5 separate regions of the Mus musculus genome follow, and all the other regions are linked to region 2. Evidence: chromatin contacts called from public HiCAR-type, HiChIP or PLAC-seq, capture Hi-C and promoter capture Hi-C data. All regions are on one chromosome and are shown on one strand. Each heading gives the region's core, a stretch centred on a gene start, on an enhancer-like site or on the middle of the called end of the contact. The rest is flanking DNA. Distances are from core to core; before and after follow the strand shown.

What was found. Promoter capture Hi-C pulls out the DNA fragments that hold promoters and counts their contacts. HiCAR-type assays count read pairs that join an accessible place to other places. HiChIP or PLAC-seq counts read pairs in DNA pulled down with a chosen protein or histone mark. Capture Hi-C pulls out chosen DNA fragments and counts their contacts.
Region 1: a HiCAR-type map of astrocytes shows a contact between it and region 2, with 5 times the contacts expected there. The contact joins the promoter of Sgsm2 here to the promoter of Zzef1 in region 2. A contact is called at or near these places in 4 of 39 promoter capture datasets (cranial neural crest, hippocampal neurons, liver and 1 more), 1 of 115 datasets of contacts at active chromatin or transcription factors (astrocytes) and 1 of 9 other capture datasets (pancreatic islet).
Region 3: a contact with region 2 is called in an H3K27ac HiChIP or PLAC-seq map of extraembryonic endoderm stem cells, with 4 times the contacts expected there. The contact joins the promoter of Mnt here to the promoter of Zzef1 in region 2. A contact is called at or near these places in 4 of 39 promoter capture datasets (embryonic stem cells, hippocampal neurons, liver and 1 more), 2 of 484 Hi-C or Micro-C datasets (B cells and embryonic stem cells), 7 of 115 datasets of contacts at active chromatin or transcription factors (astrocytes, bone marrow-derived macrophages, embryonic forebrain and 4 more) and 2 of 9 other capture datasets (adipose tissue and liver).
Region 4: a contact with region 2 is called in a promoter capture Hi-C map of frontonasal cranial neural crest. The contact joins the promoter of 0610010K14Rik here to the promoter of Zzef1 in region 2. A contact is called at or near these places in 2 of 39 promoter capture datasets (frontonasal cranial neural crest and pre-B cells).
Region 5: a contact with region 2 is called in a capture Hi-C map of macrophages, with 10 times the contacts expected there. The contact joins the promoter of Smg6 here to the promoter of Zzef1 in region 2. A contact is called at or near these places in 3 of 39 promoter capture datasets (cranial neural crest, frontonasal cranial neural crest and pre-B cells), 3 of 115 datasets of contacts at active chromatin or transcription factors (astrocytes, extraembryonic endoderm stem cells and stem cell-derived neural progenitor cells) and 1 of 9 other capture datasets (macrophages).

What each region holds. Positions count from the first base shown.
Region 1 is chr11:74,895,746-74,898,524 of GRCm38.p6, reverse strand. It overlaps Sgsm2 (small G protein signaling modulator 2), which reads left to right and starts at 1,456. Exons shown (of 23, transcript NM_197943.3): 1 at 1,456-1,700. The coding sequence starts at 1,644. It overlaps Tsr1 (TSR1 20S rRNA accumulation), which reads right to left and starts at 445. Exons shown (of 15, transcript NM_177325.3): 1 at 310-445; 2 at 45-148. The coding sequence starts at 406.
Region 2 is chr11:72,794,968-72,797,667 of GRCm38.p6, reverse strand. It overlaps Zzef1 (zinc finger, ZZ-type with EF hand domain 1), which reads right to left and starts at 1,442. Exons shown (of 55, transcript NM_001045536.2): 1 at 1,018-1,442. The coding sequence starts at 1,371. It overlaps Cyb5d2 (cytochrome b5 domain containing 2), which reads left to right and starts at 1,829. Exons shown (of 4, transcript NM_001024926.3): 1 at 1,829-2,155. The coding sequence starts at 1,906.
Region 3 is chr11:74,829,659-74,832,397 of GRCm38.p6, reverse strand. It overlaps Mnt (max binding protein), which reads right to left and starts at 1,474. Exons shown (of 6, transcript NM_010813.3): 1 at 997-1,474. The coding sequence starts at 1,069.
Region 4 is chr11:70,236,531-70,239,230 of GRCm38.p6, reverse strand. It overlaps 0610010K14Rik (RIKEN cDNA 0610010K14 gene), which reads left to right and starts at 1,317. Exons shown (of 6, transcript NM_145758.1): 1 at 1,317-1,447; 2 at 1,606-1,700; 3 at 2,253-2,354. The coding sequence starts at 1,427. Rnasek (ribonuclease, RNase K) reads left to right here. Exons shown (of 3, transcript NM_173742.3): 2 at 217-293; 3 at 761-1,108. The coding sequence ends at 902. Gm40191 (a long non-coding RNA gene) reads right to left here and starts at 220. Exons shown (of 3, transcript XR_879979.3): 1 at 37-220.
Region 5 is chr11:74,924,497-74,927,196 of GRCm38.p6, reverse strand. Smg6 (Smg-6 homolog, nonsense mediated mRNA decay factor (C. elegans)) reads right to left here and starts at 1,343. Exons shown (of 19, transcript NM_001002764.2): 1 at 1,194-1,343. The coding sequence starts at 1,281. Srr (serine racemase) reads left to right here and starts at 1,249. Exons shown (of 9, transcript NM_013761.5): 1 at 1,249-1,578.

The DNA.
Region 1 (2,779 bases), core at 207-2,706, 2.1 Mb before region 2:
ACCAATCTCAAACCATAAGCTTCCCCACCCCCGCTTCTACTCACCGACTCCCTCTTTTGCTTTCGGAGCTGGCTGGCGCGATGCCTCTGGTCTATTCGGCTGAGCTGCCTCTTCAGCTTCTTGCAGAGGATTTTCGGTCCTACCCGGCCTGGAAGGCAGATCGGAAGTGGCTGCTCTTCTCCTCTCAGTCAAATCAACCAACAAGAACCTTCCTGCGCCGCTTAAGAGCCTTGGGCAAGGGTCCCAAGTCTAGTCTCGGTGTGGGCACGGGTACCGGCTAAGCAGCCCCTCTCCCTCCTGTCTACTCACCTTTGCTGTCCCGTTGTGCGGACCCACCGCCGTGATGCCGCCCGCCTTTATGAGCTTTATTCTGCTGCTTCAGCGGCCCGGAGCGGTGAGCCGCCATTCTGCAGTCCACGTGTGCACCAAGTGAACTCTACTTCCGGGCGGACCCGAGCGTTTCCGGCCCTGGGGACGGACTTCAGGCTTAGCACTTCCGCGACCTCTCGCGAGGTTTTTTGCCGCCAGCCTGCAAGCGCAGCGCCCTGAGTGTCCGCAGAGACGTCGTGGTGCCTTTTCCCACGCTGCAGTCCTCTGCTGAGAGATGGAGGATGCCGGCAGGAGTCTCCCGGCTCCGGCTCTGGATTAGGAGGTCAATTTTGCGCCCATCTTTCCATTTTTGCACGCTTCAGTTGCATCACGTGGGAAGAAATAAAAGTCTTTTCACGTAGACTATTGCACGCCGCTCTCTGCGGTCCCAGTGAACTGTACAAAGGGGTGACATTTGTACCTGAGTGGCCTTTCCTTTCCTCTATTACTCTAATTTCCAACGCGAAGCACTTAGAAGGGGCTCGTGTCACCGGCTCTGGAATGTCTCTTATTCCAACTCGCGCCCCCCTCTTCCCACAAATCTGCAAGATGAACCAAAGCGGATGTCGGCGACCCGGAGGAGGGCGAAGACTTCCCCTTGCGCTCGGGCACCTGTTCTTAGGAGCTCACAGTCGGGTCCTTGCTTTCCTCCTGCAAGCTTTGCGACTGAGCTGCAAGTAATATATGAACACTCCACAGGATCCGGAGGAGTGACAGGACCAGGTTCGAACCACAGTGACGCAGAGCCGAGACCCTGGCTCCGTATAGCTCCTCTCCCAGGGGCCAGAAGTCGGGAGCGGTCACGGTGGTTGAGGTTTGCCCAGACACAAGCACATTCCCAAAGTCCGCCCGCTGCGCGGCGCAGGCCGGAGCGGCTGACTTCCCAGCGCTCACAATGCGGGTTCGCGCCCTCGGGGCGGGAGCCGGCCAGTCGCCATGACAACCGTCCCTGCGGCGCGCGCCCGGCCCCGACGCCCCCAGGCGTCCGCACCCGCCCTTGACCCCCCCCCCCACCTCCCCAGTTGCGGCGCACACACCCCCTCCCTGCCGGCAGTGGGAAGGGGCCGGGCCTGCTGCCTGACGTCTGCGGGGCTCGGAAGATGGCTGCGGAGCTGAGCACCGGGCAGTGGCTGCGGCGGCTGCAGGCGGGGAGCGCAGCGGGCGGGGACTCCGCCTCGCGTGTGGGGCGCTGAGTCGGGAGGCGCGGAGGCGGTGAGGGCGCACCGGGGGCTCGGGGGGCCACTCGGTGCCACCTGCCCGCCACCTGCCGCACCATGGGCAGCGCAGAGGACGCGGTCAAAGAAAAGCTGCTGTGGAACGTGAAGAAGGAGGTACGGTCCGGGGCAAGGTCTCAAGGGGCTCGCACCCCTCCCGCGCTGGCTCGGGAGCAGAGAGGTGGAGGCACCCACGCGCGCGGCTGCCAGCCCACCGTGCCAGGCGGGGGCGGGGTCCTGGGCGGGCCGCGCCCCACGCCCCTCTCTGCATGTCCCGGGCAGCGCCCTCGGCCAGGGTCAGGCTTGCGCCCTGGGGCTTGTTTGCTCCACGGTGCTCCCGTTCCCCGCCCAGTGACGGCAGCAGCGCGGGGAGACCGCGATCGGGGGAGGGGTGGCGGCGATTGCTGGAGAACCCGAGTTGCCCATTCATTGCGGGTACTGCCCGGGGAGGGGGCGGGGTCCCCACGGGCCTCCTGGAGGCTGCGAGCCACAGTTCCAGGGGCTTCGCCCTCGGGTGTCCAACACACCGCCCTCTTGTGTTCCCCTGGCAAGTGAGTCGTGGCTAGCAGAGGGTTCGCTGCACACCTCACCGTTTCTCCCTCCACGCCCACCTCCTTACCCAGGAACTCGGGTATTTTTAAGAATGGTTTTTAAGACTCAGATTATTTTTGCCCTTTTGAGGGAAATCCTTCAGAAACAAGAGTTTCTCTCCACTAATTCCCTTTACCTTGACGCTGCTTAGAAGCTCATTTCAATTTCGGGGGTTGGGAGGGGGGGGCTGCTCATACGAATGACTCACCAGCTTGTGAAAGAGCCTGCAGTGTAGATGAGATGAGTGAGGCCTCCCTCCTCAGCCTGCCTCTCTAGCTGGGTCTACCAGGTGTGAACTATGGAAGGCAAAAACAAAACAAAACAAAACAAAAAACCTGTCTGCTTGTTCACTGTTTTGTTTCCAGAGCCTGGCACACTGGTAGGCACTCTAATAAATATAGCTGCTGATCCTGGAAACTGAGGTTTGGTGAGATAGTCTTGAGTTGTCCAGACTTACTTGAGCTTTACTTGTGAACTTGAGTAAAGTTACTTAAACTCAAGTCTTGGTTTCCTAGTTTCTTTTTAAAATAGGATAATACTGTTTCTCTCACATACATAAATGTATCATATTTTTTCATGCACCCTTGGAGTTTGACGGTGGTTTG
Region 2 (2,700 bases), core at 193-2,692:
TTTTTATCATTTGCAGGCGACATTCTCGAAATATTTCAAGAGCCTCTGATTTAGAGGAAACAGAACTTTTAAATTATGTTACAAGTGACTGTGGGTTTCTTGCTTTACACACTAACCAATCAATGACTGACAATTTTACATGGCTTACTCATTAAAAACCTTTTGTCCTAACATTGTGGAATTAATAAGACTTCAGGGAGCAGGATAATAGGGACCTAAGGGAATGGGGTGGGAATCAAGAGGTTTGTGAGATACTCTCAACTTTGCTAGTGAAATGATTTATAGGCTAACTCTGGGTCAGTTTTTTCCAAACCATAAACCAAAATGTTCAGTAGAGATATGAGGAGAAATTTCATAAGTACAAGAAAACTAACGCTTCCCTATCAACTTTAGGTTTGATAAGGTTTCAAATGAGCCTGGAACAAGTTCTTCAATGATTTAAAATCCAGTGTATACTTGTTAAAAAAAAACAAACAAACAAAAAACAACCAACCAAACAAAACCTAGTATTTTATAGTCATGAACGGCTTGCAGAATGAGTCTTTTCAGTGTAATGTTACCCTCCTTCCACATTAGACTCAGATGGTTCTCTACAAGATTCCTGCACAGGCCAGTAAAACAGAATGGTTTTCATGGCCACTCCCTTGATCTTTGCACATCCTTTCTCGTAATTGTCTTACTCTGATAAGGTCCAGCAAGCAACTAAGCCTGTCAACTGCACAAATGTCTGCCTACCACATGCAGAGACTTTTTTTTGGCTTGCTCCTCTCTTCGGAACAAAGCTAATGTAGCCTGGACTTTCCACACCTCTAGTAAAGGCGAGAGACGTAGCAAAATTCCGTAGTGATGCACTCCGAAAGAGTTCGGACAACGCCATACTTCCATTCTAAGAACCCGAGGACCCTATGGCTTCCTGGCTGGCCTCCGCAAAGCAACCGCCCACCTCTTCAGGACCTTATTGGCGACCACCCTGCTCCCGCACCGCTGTCGCCAGCCAGCCAGCCAGCCAGCCCTGACCTCCTCGAACTGCTCGCCCGAACATCCAGCGCCGCGAGCCTCCAGCAACTCCCGGAACTGCTCCAGGGTGACGGACTCTTCACCGCGGCCCAGCCGCTCTTCCAGCCAGCGCAAGAGCGCGCCGTGGTGCCTCGACACCAGGGATTCGCAGGGAGGTGCGGGCCGCAACGCAGCCGCTGCCTCTCGCAGCCGAGCGGGTTCCAGGAGTGCAGCGGCGGAAGGCAGCACCGCGGCCGCAGGGCCGGGGCCGGGGGTCGTGCCAGAGTCGGCAGCCCAATCTTGATGTGGGCTCCAGCCCTCACCCCCTGCGGCCGCCGCTTCGTCTTCGCTGCTGTTACTCGGAGCGTTCCCCATGGGGTCTCCGTCTTGGGTGCTCGGAGGTGTCGCCGCCGCCGCCGCCTCCCAGCCACGACCTGTCAACCTCCGACAGCTCCTGGCGGGCGGGGACGGGGTGGAGACCACAGCGGCGGCAGTGACTTCCGGCTTCCTGGCTGTCGAGCGAGGCCTGATGTCGCAACGGAGCCGTCAAGCGGATTCCATTTGCTCACGACAGCTTAATGAAGCCCGGGAACCCACCCGTTAACGTATCCGTCTAGCCGCCTCTGCCGCCATCTTTGTTGAGGGCGGATAAACTGTAAGCCAGGACTTTTTGTTTGTTTGTTTGTTTGTTTGTTTTTTCTCTGTACTGTTCCCCTTTTCTGCTCCACGCTTCACGTTCAGAATCTAGGCTGGACAAGAAAAGAAGAAAGAGTCGGGGGCAAAAGAGTCAACTTTGCTGTGAAGTCTGTCAGTGTCGCGCTGCCGACGTCACGGCCGGCGTCTCTGCTGTCTTAGTGGTGGCTTAAGAGGTGGCTACCTCCGAAGCGTGTCTGGTGTGTTGCTGTATAGATGCTGAGGATATGCGGGCTTGGTGTGGTGCTGAGCCTGGCCGTGGCGGCGGTGGCTGTCATGGCCGTGTGGTTGATGGACTGGTGGGGTCCCCGCCCTGGTATTCGCCTCTTCCTTCCCGAGGAGCTAGCCCGCTATCGCGGCGGCCCAGGGGACCCGGGCCTGTACTTGGCACTGCTCGGCCGCGTCTACGACGTGTCCTCTGGCAGGAGGCACTACGAGCCTGGGGCGCACTATAGCGGCTTCGCAGGTATCGGCGAGGCTCTCACACCTTTTCCTCCTGCGTGGGCTCGTAGCCACGGCTTGCGTTCGTCCAGTAATTTATTCCTCCGCGCCTCGTCATCCCACATTCCTCAGACTGCTGCGGTGGGAAGGACACGGTCCTGGTTTGCAGCTTGGACGCAACTGTGCTAGTTATGTACCCTCCGACTCTGTCTGCTGCACTGTGTGACTGATTCGGAGAAAGATGTGTCTTGTTAGGTAGTGGTTACACTCAGAAGTCTACCTGGTCTCTAGAGCTACCGTGCTTTCAGGCTCTTTAGACTGACCCGAAATAACCTTTCCTCCGCCCGCCTCCGTTTCCCCTAATATAATATTTGAGTCTTTTTTAATTCTAGTAGATGCACTTGTCTGCTTTTCTTTAAAAAAAAAAAATGAGAATCAAGCGGGGAATGAAGTTAGAGCACAGGAAAGCAAGTATCTTTTGTAGTATTAAAATACCTACAATAAACCAGAAGTGGTGTTTTAACTGGAGTGGCTGAGACAGGAGGATCTCTTGAGCTACAAAGATCCATT
Region 3 (2,739 bases), core at 225-2,724, 2.0 Mb before region 2:
GCCAGCCCCGCCCAGACCCCGCCCCTAGGCAACCGCGAGGCGGTGAGGAGGGGCCGGGCCGCACAGTCCCCAGCGGGAGTGTCCCCCGTGCACGTGGTCGGGGGCGGGGCCTGACTACGTCAGCAGTCCGGGTAACCAACGGGCTTGGGACGCAGGCACACGCAACATTCCAGCCAAGAGCGGGTTTGAAACGCGCAGACACGCCACATTCCACACCGGCTAAAGCAGGGCAAGGCAGGGGGGCCTAGGGCTGCCCCCAGCGACCCGCGGGACACTCACATGCACCCAATCAGCGCAGCTCTCAGCCAAAGCTAGACGTGCGACCCAGCCCAGCTCTGGGAGGCGGGGTCAGGCGGGGCTGGCCAGGATCATAAGACACGCGATGTCATTTCATTCTGCAAAGGCCGCCTCCGCCCCAAGCAGCGCGTAGATCTGCCGGGAGCGCTCCCCGCACCCTCCAGCCCAGGCCAGGGAATCCGAAGAGCAGCTCGGCGTAGAGTATTCCCCACCCCCACTCAGTTACGCACACGCCCACTCGTGTGCTGTACAAACACACCCGTGTACAGGTCCGTTCATCCGCTCTTCCCCGGTTCCCATCACACATCATCTTGGTGCTCACACGCAAGCACACGCGGGTCTGCCACCCCCACACATCAACATCCCTCTCCCCATCCCCCGGTTCACACATCCTCAATGGTAGCGAGGGCGCCGCCCGCCCACAACTAAGGGGCCCCCCACTGAAGGTGTACGGGGGTGCCAGTCAGCTAGGGTGGTACCCGCAGAAACTGGGTCCTTCTTTGCATGTTAATGAATTCATTAATTATTTTCAACGTTCGCATCACTCCTCCCGGACGGCAGCTCTTGCGGGGAGTTTGTGCCCGGCTTTTTAGGTCGCGCCATAGAGGGGCCTCCCTGCGATTTCCAGTGGGTTCAGGGATCGGGGTCACTGGCCTCCCCTTCTGCCCAGTGCCCCAGGGGCCCAGCCGGGCCGCTCACCACGTGCTCTCTGTTGTTGCTGCGCTTGCCATTCCAGGAAGCGGGCCGCCTCCAGTAGCGTCTCTATGCTCATCGCGGCGAGAGCAGCCGGGGGCGCGCCGGGGCCGAGGCTGCGGCCCGCGAGCCAAGCACAGGTCAGGCTGGCGGGCCGGCAGGAGGGAGGGATCACCTCCGGGGGGCGACAGGGCTGGGCGGCGCAGCGCACTCCTCAGAAAAGAACGGGGGAGCACGGGGAGAAAAATCAATGTCTCCCAAAATATTTGCAAAATAAAAATTTGCAAATTAAAAAAATTTTGATGCAAAAAATAAAAAAGGCGGCACTGCCTTCTTCCTTCCTTCTTCCTCTTCCTCCCTTCCGATGCCTCCCGCCCCGCGGCCCCCGGAGTCCCGCCGACAAGAAAGGGCTTTGCAACAAGATGGCGAGGAGGCACCGACACACACAACAAGGGAAGGAGCCGCGCTGCCCCCGGCCGCCGCCCCCGCTACTACACCGGGGCCGCAGCCAAAGCCCGGACCGGAGCCCCCGCCCGCAGGGCCGCGGCGTCTCACTGAGGGCGGGGCCGCGCCAGGGATGGCCCCGCCCACCGCGCGCGCACACGTGGCTTGGGTGGGGGTGAGAAGATGGAACCAGGCTTCCTCGCTGTTTCCGCTTTCCCTACTTGCCCCTCCTCTCCGTGGCCAGCCACAAGTTAAACGGGGTTTGCGTGCTTAGGGCATTCACGGCGGGATCTGCCTTGCTGAGAGAATGGGAAGCCCAAGGCTTCGGTTAGCTGAGACAGCGGTGACACAGGTCAGGGAGACCTATAGTCTGACCCCTAGGTCTCTTCGCCCCACGTAGACACGACCTAAATCCCGCAGCCGTCCGGTCTGTCGCAATTCCCCCCGGGATCCGCCCCTGGGCGGAGCTGACAGCAGGCTGCTAGAGTCCTGACAGAGGGACGGGAGAGCTGATCCCGTTCCGGATTTTGTCTCTGTTCCTCCCCCCGCAGTGCGTTCGCATCCTATTAGGCTACATCACCAGGCCGCCCGCCAATGGGCGGGCAGGACAACACGGCATGGAGCAGCTCCACATGGACACCCCGCGCCGCCAGCCTTCGGTTTAAAGGGACAGTGTCTACAGGGTCGTATTAGCGGGTGCGGATAGGGCCACCGGGTGACGGAAGGGTGAGACACCTACAGGGGAATTCCGCAGTCCATCCCCTGCTTTACATTACCCTCCCATTCAAAACCAGGGCTTACTTCCCTTCTCCTAAATTCTTTGTCCACCGGTTTCTGATATGGGTGGGGACTAAAAGTGTGCCACTCTAGAGGGCACCTCGTTGTTGGGCCCCGGCACCAGTAATCAAAAGGAGAAGCGTCCAAAGCCCAGGCCGAGGAGGCGTGGCCTAAATCAGGAACAACAACGTGGAGGGCGGAAGCCGCGCGCTACCCTAGCGGCCCGCTGGGCGCGGGGCGGGGTCGCTCACTGTGTTGGGTTGGAACCGCGCACTCTCCTAAGCTCGCCAGTCAGTCTTTATCTTGGCTGCAGGGCTTAGGACTGTCCCTAGGTACAGTCAGAAAGATCTTTGAAGTCAGCTTGCCCAAATCATTGCACTTTGCAGGTAAGAAAACTGAGGCCCAAGTGAAGGGACTACTCCAACTGCTCCTTGTTCATTGAGCAACTCGTAGTCTAGTCAGACCTCTCTCAACCGCCAGCTGCCTCTTACCACCTCGGGTCCTCGCAAAAGTGAAGAACTATCAAAC
Region 4 (2,700 bases), core at 68-2,567, 2.6 Mb after region 2:
CCTCCCTATACCCAGTCACTCTTCCCAAGGTCCTACCTCACGCCCTGTTCCACATGGCTGAGTCCGAATCCAGATACAACCACCAGATACAACTAGCCCTTTCTAGTTCATCTCTGGCGCAAGTGTTGGGCCAACATTAGACAGGGGAGGAGCCTAGGGAGCGACCAAAGAAGTAAGGTAAGAATTTGACAACCTATCTATTCCTTACTCTTCCAGATAATGCTCGGGATATTTTTCAATGTCCATTCTGCTGTGTTAATTGAGGACGTTCCCTTCACAGAGAAAGATTTTGAGTAAGTGGTCGGGTACTTGGGCGAGTTGGGCGTGGATGAGGAGTAGCATGGTTTGGGTTTATGGGGAGGACACTTCTGAAGACTGGACATTTGTGGCCCTAGGTTGGGGACTTCAAGAAGAGGGCTGCTCTCTACAAAGTAGTTGGGTGGCAGCACGCAGGGTCCTAGTTTCAATCCCCAGCGCGAGAGACAGAGACACAGAAAGGCATGTACTTAGGAGCAGTCTTGCAAGCCACGTTTCCATGGCTACCCAAGCCCACCAGCTTAGATGTGGCCTCTTCCAATATTTTGCCTTCCTGCTCCTTGGTCTACCTCTGTAAAATGGTTACCATGATAGAATTCATTTGGTATGCTTCTTGGGAAGACTAATAGGAGTTAAAGTGCTTTAGCATGGTGTCTGATGCATAGAACTTGCATATTGGATGCTCTGAATGGCTGACATTTCCCTGCTCGCTCGCCACCTTCAGGAACGGTCCTCAGAACATATACAACCTGTACGAGCAAGTCAGCTACAACTGTTTCATCGCCGCGGGCCTCTACCTCCTCCTCGGAGGCTTCTCCTTCTGCCAAGTTCGTCTCAACAAGCGCAAGGAATACATGGTGCGCTAGAGCGCGGTCCGCCTCTCCCTCCCCAGCCCCCTTCTCTATTTAAAGACTCCGCAGACTCCGTCCCACTCATCTGGCGTCCTTTGGGACTTGTGACCCTAGCGAGACGTCATCCCTGGCCCTGCAAAACTGCGCCCAGCCTCTGGAGGAGACCGAGGGTGACCGCGCCCCGTTCTGAACTACAATAAAAAGAAGCGGTTCCCCCTAAGCTTGCTGTCTGTGCTTTCAGGGAGGGGCGGGCCCGGGCTGGAAGGGGCTGAGACCGGCCTCATCGAGGAGTCCGGACCCTCCGACGGAAGTGGAATGAAGCTAGCCGGAAGTGAAGCAACGTCTTCCACCTCGTCTTCCTCCGCGCGGCGAGGCCCCTTGAGTGACTGGGGAGAGGTCGGGTCTCGGCCAATCAGCTGCAGGGAGGGCGGGACTTCCTGCGCGGGAGCCCGAGCGGCCGGCTGCCGGGCTCTCCGTGGTTTCCAGCTCGCGTGGTGGTGGTGGCGGCGGAGCGTCTCCGTGAGGAGGTGCGCGGGGCCATGACGTCAGCGTCCACCAAGGTTCGACCTCCCTCGCGGACTGCGCTCCCTGGCGGCCACGGGAGGGTGGGCCCCCTGCCTGGCTCCCGGCTGGTGCGCGCTGGGCGGGGGGCGGGCGGATCCGAGGCTGGGGTGGGACGGCGCGCTGCCGGCCCCCCGTAATGCTGCTCCGCCCCCAGGTTGGAGAGATCTTCTCCGCGGCCGGCGCCGCCTTCACGAAGCTCGGGGAGTTGACGATGCAGCTGCATCCAGTCTCGGACTCTTCCCCTGCCGGGTACGTGAGACCAGCCTAGGACCTGGACTCCGAGATCAGACGCTTGGACTCAAGTCACAGACACGACCCTCTCTAGAGCAGGGAGATAGAGTAATTCCCCTGTGCCTGGCCCAGCTCAGTGTAGGTGGTAATTGTTGAATTAGTGGATGACAGGTAAAGAGACTACCGAGGCCACAGCCCTCCACTGCAAACCGACAGAATGTCTGCCACCTACCCCAAGCCCTGTGGACTCCCTCAAACTGCTGCCACACATCTTTCAAGGGTTGTGTTTGTAAGGCCCCTACTTGTTTCATTGGTTTCCGTTGGGTTGTTTATGGAAGCTGTTACATGATGAAGTGATGTTTTCAAGTGGCCCTGGATGTAATTTCATGTGGCCAGCGATTTGTCCCCAGGGCTTTTTTTTTTTTAAAAGGAGGTCCTTTTTATGAATCTTTGAAAGGTGCCCCTAGAGACTAGGGGGAAGAGGCTGCTGGCTGTGGACGGAATAGCCTGTGGGCTGGTTCCACACATCCCTCTTCCACTTTTGTTATCACCCTTCTCCCCTTCCGACAGTGCCAAGTGGACGGAGACGGAGATAGAGATGCTGAGGGCTGCTGTGAAGCGCTTTGGGGACGATCTTAATCACATCAGCTGTGTCATCAAGGAACGGACAGTGTGAGGGAGGGTGGCTGGCAGAGAAAGGGGAGGGTGGGCAACTTTCTTCCTCCTGACCCATTGTTCTCTCTCAGAACTCCCAGCTCAGCATCTTTCCTACTTTGTTCCTAGTTTTGTTAGCATTTCCTTGAAGACTGAGAGACTGTCACTGTGGCAGTTGGTCGGAAGATCAGGAAATGCAGTGGTCACTAGGGCCTGCAGAGAACTTTATTTTCATGGTGCCCAGATACTCAGTGGTTGTGTTTGATGATAAGAGTTCCCTAGCTATTTATGTAAATCCTTTGAAACTGGCATGTCCAGGGGATGCATTCTGAACTAATTAGTTGGTCAGGTTCTATGACAGTCT
Region 5 (2,700 bases), core at 94-2,593, 2.1 Mb before region 2:
AACAAGCTGGTAGCCAAGTATTTATACACCTGCATCTATACCCACTTTTGTTTGGGGGATGGGGTGGGGGCGAAACTAAAATTTTAGGTTTCTGACTTGAAAGTTGGGTATGGTGGCATATGCATATAATTCCAGCACTCTGAAGGCTTCAGTCAGGAAAAGTATCCAAACTCAAGGCCAGGTTGGGTTACACAGTAAATTCAAGGCCAGTATTGGCTACAAGGTGAGACTTTGTCTCAAAAGAAAAACAAACACAAAATAAAAGATACTGCTGCCTTGGCAAAAGTTTAGCTTCTCCACCAAATGTGAACCAAGATAAAGCCGTTTAACCTCAGCACCCTGAGTAAACTTTTAAACTTAGTTTTGGGGCGGAGCCAGGAGAGGTGGTGACTACTATTTTCCAGAGGAGAGAGAGAAAACAGCCTGGTTAATCCAATTCAGTTGGCCAATAAAAACCAACCTCACAAATTCTAGCCACAATCCTAGAGAAGGTATCTTCTGTAACTGTCATCCTAAGCAACACTGGCTAATGAAGGAGACCAGACACCAAAATATTTCTCGCGCTTTTCTGATGCGAATGGAGACTGGCAAATTAAGCATTCTCTCTGATCACAACTGCTCCCACACACGCCAAGACCAAAACAAAACCGAGTCAGCTCTCTGAGGTCCTGGATCCCTCCAGTGGCCTAGCACTAGAAACCAGCCTTGGGGGGTGGGGGGGGGGGGTAAGTTCAGCAAAGGAAGTCCTAGCCTGTTAAGCCTTTCTCCTCAATTTCCCCAGCTCCTCCTCTCCGACGCGGAACGGAGGACTACGGAAAGGTACACATACACAGACTATTCTTTTGGGAACAATACGTCTCGGGGCCTCTACCGGACCCTAGCACCCAAGCCAGTTCGTGTCTCCTCCGGACTGGAACTCAGGCGCTGGCGTGAGAGGGTTAGGGCACCGGAGAACAACCACGGCGCCGCGCCGAGCAAGAGGGCGGAGGCTGAAACTCGCGCTTGGGCTCTGCCCCGAGGGCCCGAGGGAGCGGAGCGACAGCCTCGCTGTCTCCCAGGGGCCGCCGCAGGCCCGGGCGCACTGTTGGGGAAGGGGCGGGGGTTCGGAGCGCCGCGGACGGGGCGGGGAGGAGGCAGAGGAGAGGGAGGCGGGGCGGGCAGGCCCGGCCCAGCAGCTGGGCGGCGCAACTCACCTCTGCTCCCGGCCTGCGGAGCCAGAGTGGCCAGGATCCCTCGCAGTTCCGATGCGGAGATCCGCACACGCTCCAACCCCTCCGCCATCTTCGCGGCGGCTGCTACAGCTGCGGCGACTCGGCCACCGCCGCGCGCAGCCAGGAAACCACGACGGACGGGCGGCGCGCGCTCACCCACTCCCACCCTTTTCCCCGCCCCCCTCCTGCCTGCCCTCCCCAAACGACGGTGGCCGCACTGGGAGCAAAAGCATTCAGCACGTTCAACTAGGGCCTTGCCGGAGCGGGCGAATCGGCCGCGGAGACGGCGTGTGCGCGTGCGCAGAGGTGTAAAGCTAGGACGGTCCGCCGAGGCTCGGAGGTGGAGGCGCAGCGCTCTGGAGGCGAGGTGAGGCGCAGCCAGGTGTGACTCGCCCATGTCAGGTGGGCATTCGGGTCTAGGGATGCCAGTATTGCTGCGGTGACCACCGAGGACACTGCTTTTGATCTGGGGCTCGGATTGACGGAGACATCCTACAACCCGGCCTCCTCCGATCATTTTAGGCCGAAGTCTCCTTACCGTAGGCCTGGATTGTGGAGTTTAAATATCTTTTATTATTATCCCCATTACTGGTAAACGGAATCTCAGAGAGTGGAAGAAGTAAATTGCTCCGTGTATCGTTTGATTGTACCAGAGTACTAAAGTCTATGACAGTTCATCCCTAAGACTTGCTGGAGGTCGTTGTGTGGAGGTAAAAAAAGAAGGAAATTATTCGATCTGGGAATTACTGTTAGCATTGAGAATTTTTTAAAATTACTTTTTTAGTACTCAAGTCAATTCTCCCATCTTTACATCTTTAAATTTTTACTGATGCTGGTAAAAATAGCTCATTCTTATATTCACGGTACTTCAAAGGCTGTGGTGGGAGCATTGCAAGTTCAAGCCTGGGCAACATAGCACATTTGAGGCTAATCAAGGCAACATATTAGAAGACCTTGTCCCCCAAAAAGGAAGCAAAAAGTTAATTAGACTAGAAGATGGGTACTTTAAGCTCATTGACCATTAACTCCTATTAGAAACGGTGGGGTGGAGAAACTTCCTATCCAAAGACTGCCTTTCTCCAGTCTTTCCTTCTTCCCTGTCTCACACAGTCATTGACCCTTTAGACCTCAAAAAGTAATAACCAGTTATGCCTTGATCATAGTATAAAATATTTGATAGTACTCATACAGTTCCTGTTATGTGACAGATATTTCACCATCAAAAGAGAAAAATGCCGGGCGCACGCCTTTAATCCCGCACTGGGGGAGGAGGGGCCGGCAGAGGCAGGCGGATTTCTGAGTTCGAGGCCATCCTGGTCTACAAAGTGAGTTCCAGGACAGCCAGGGCTATACAGAAAAACCCTGTCTCGAAAAACCAAAAAAGAGAGAGAGAGAGAGAGAGAAAGACAATGACTGAGAAATAGTCAACAGCTCAAATGAATGGGTATAATTAATTAGAGTGGCCAGAACAAATGGCAGTTTTTGTCAA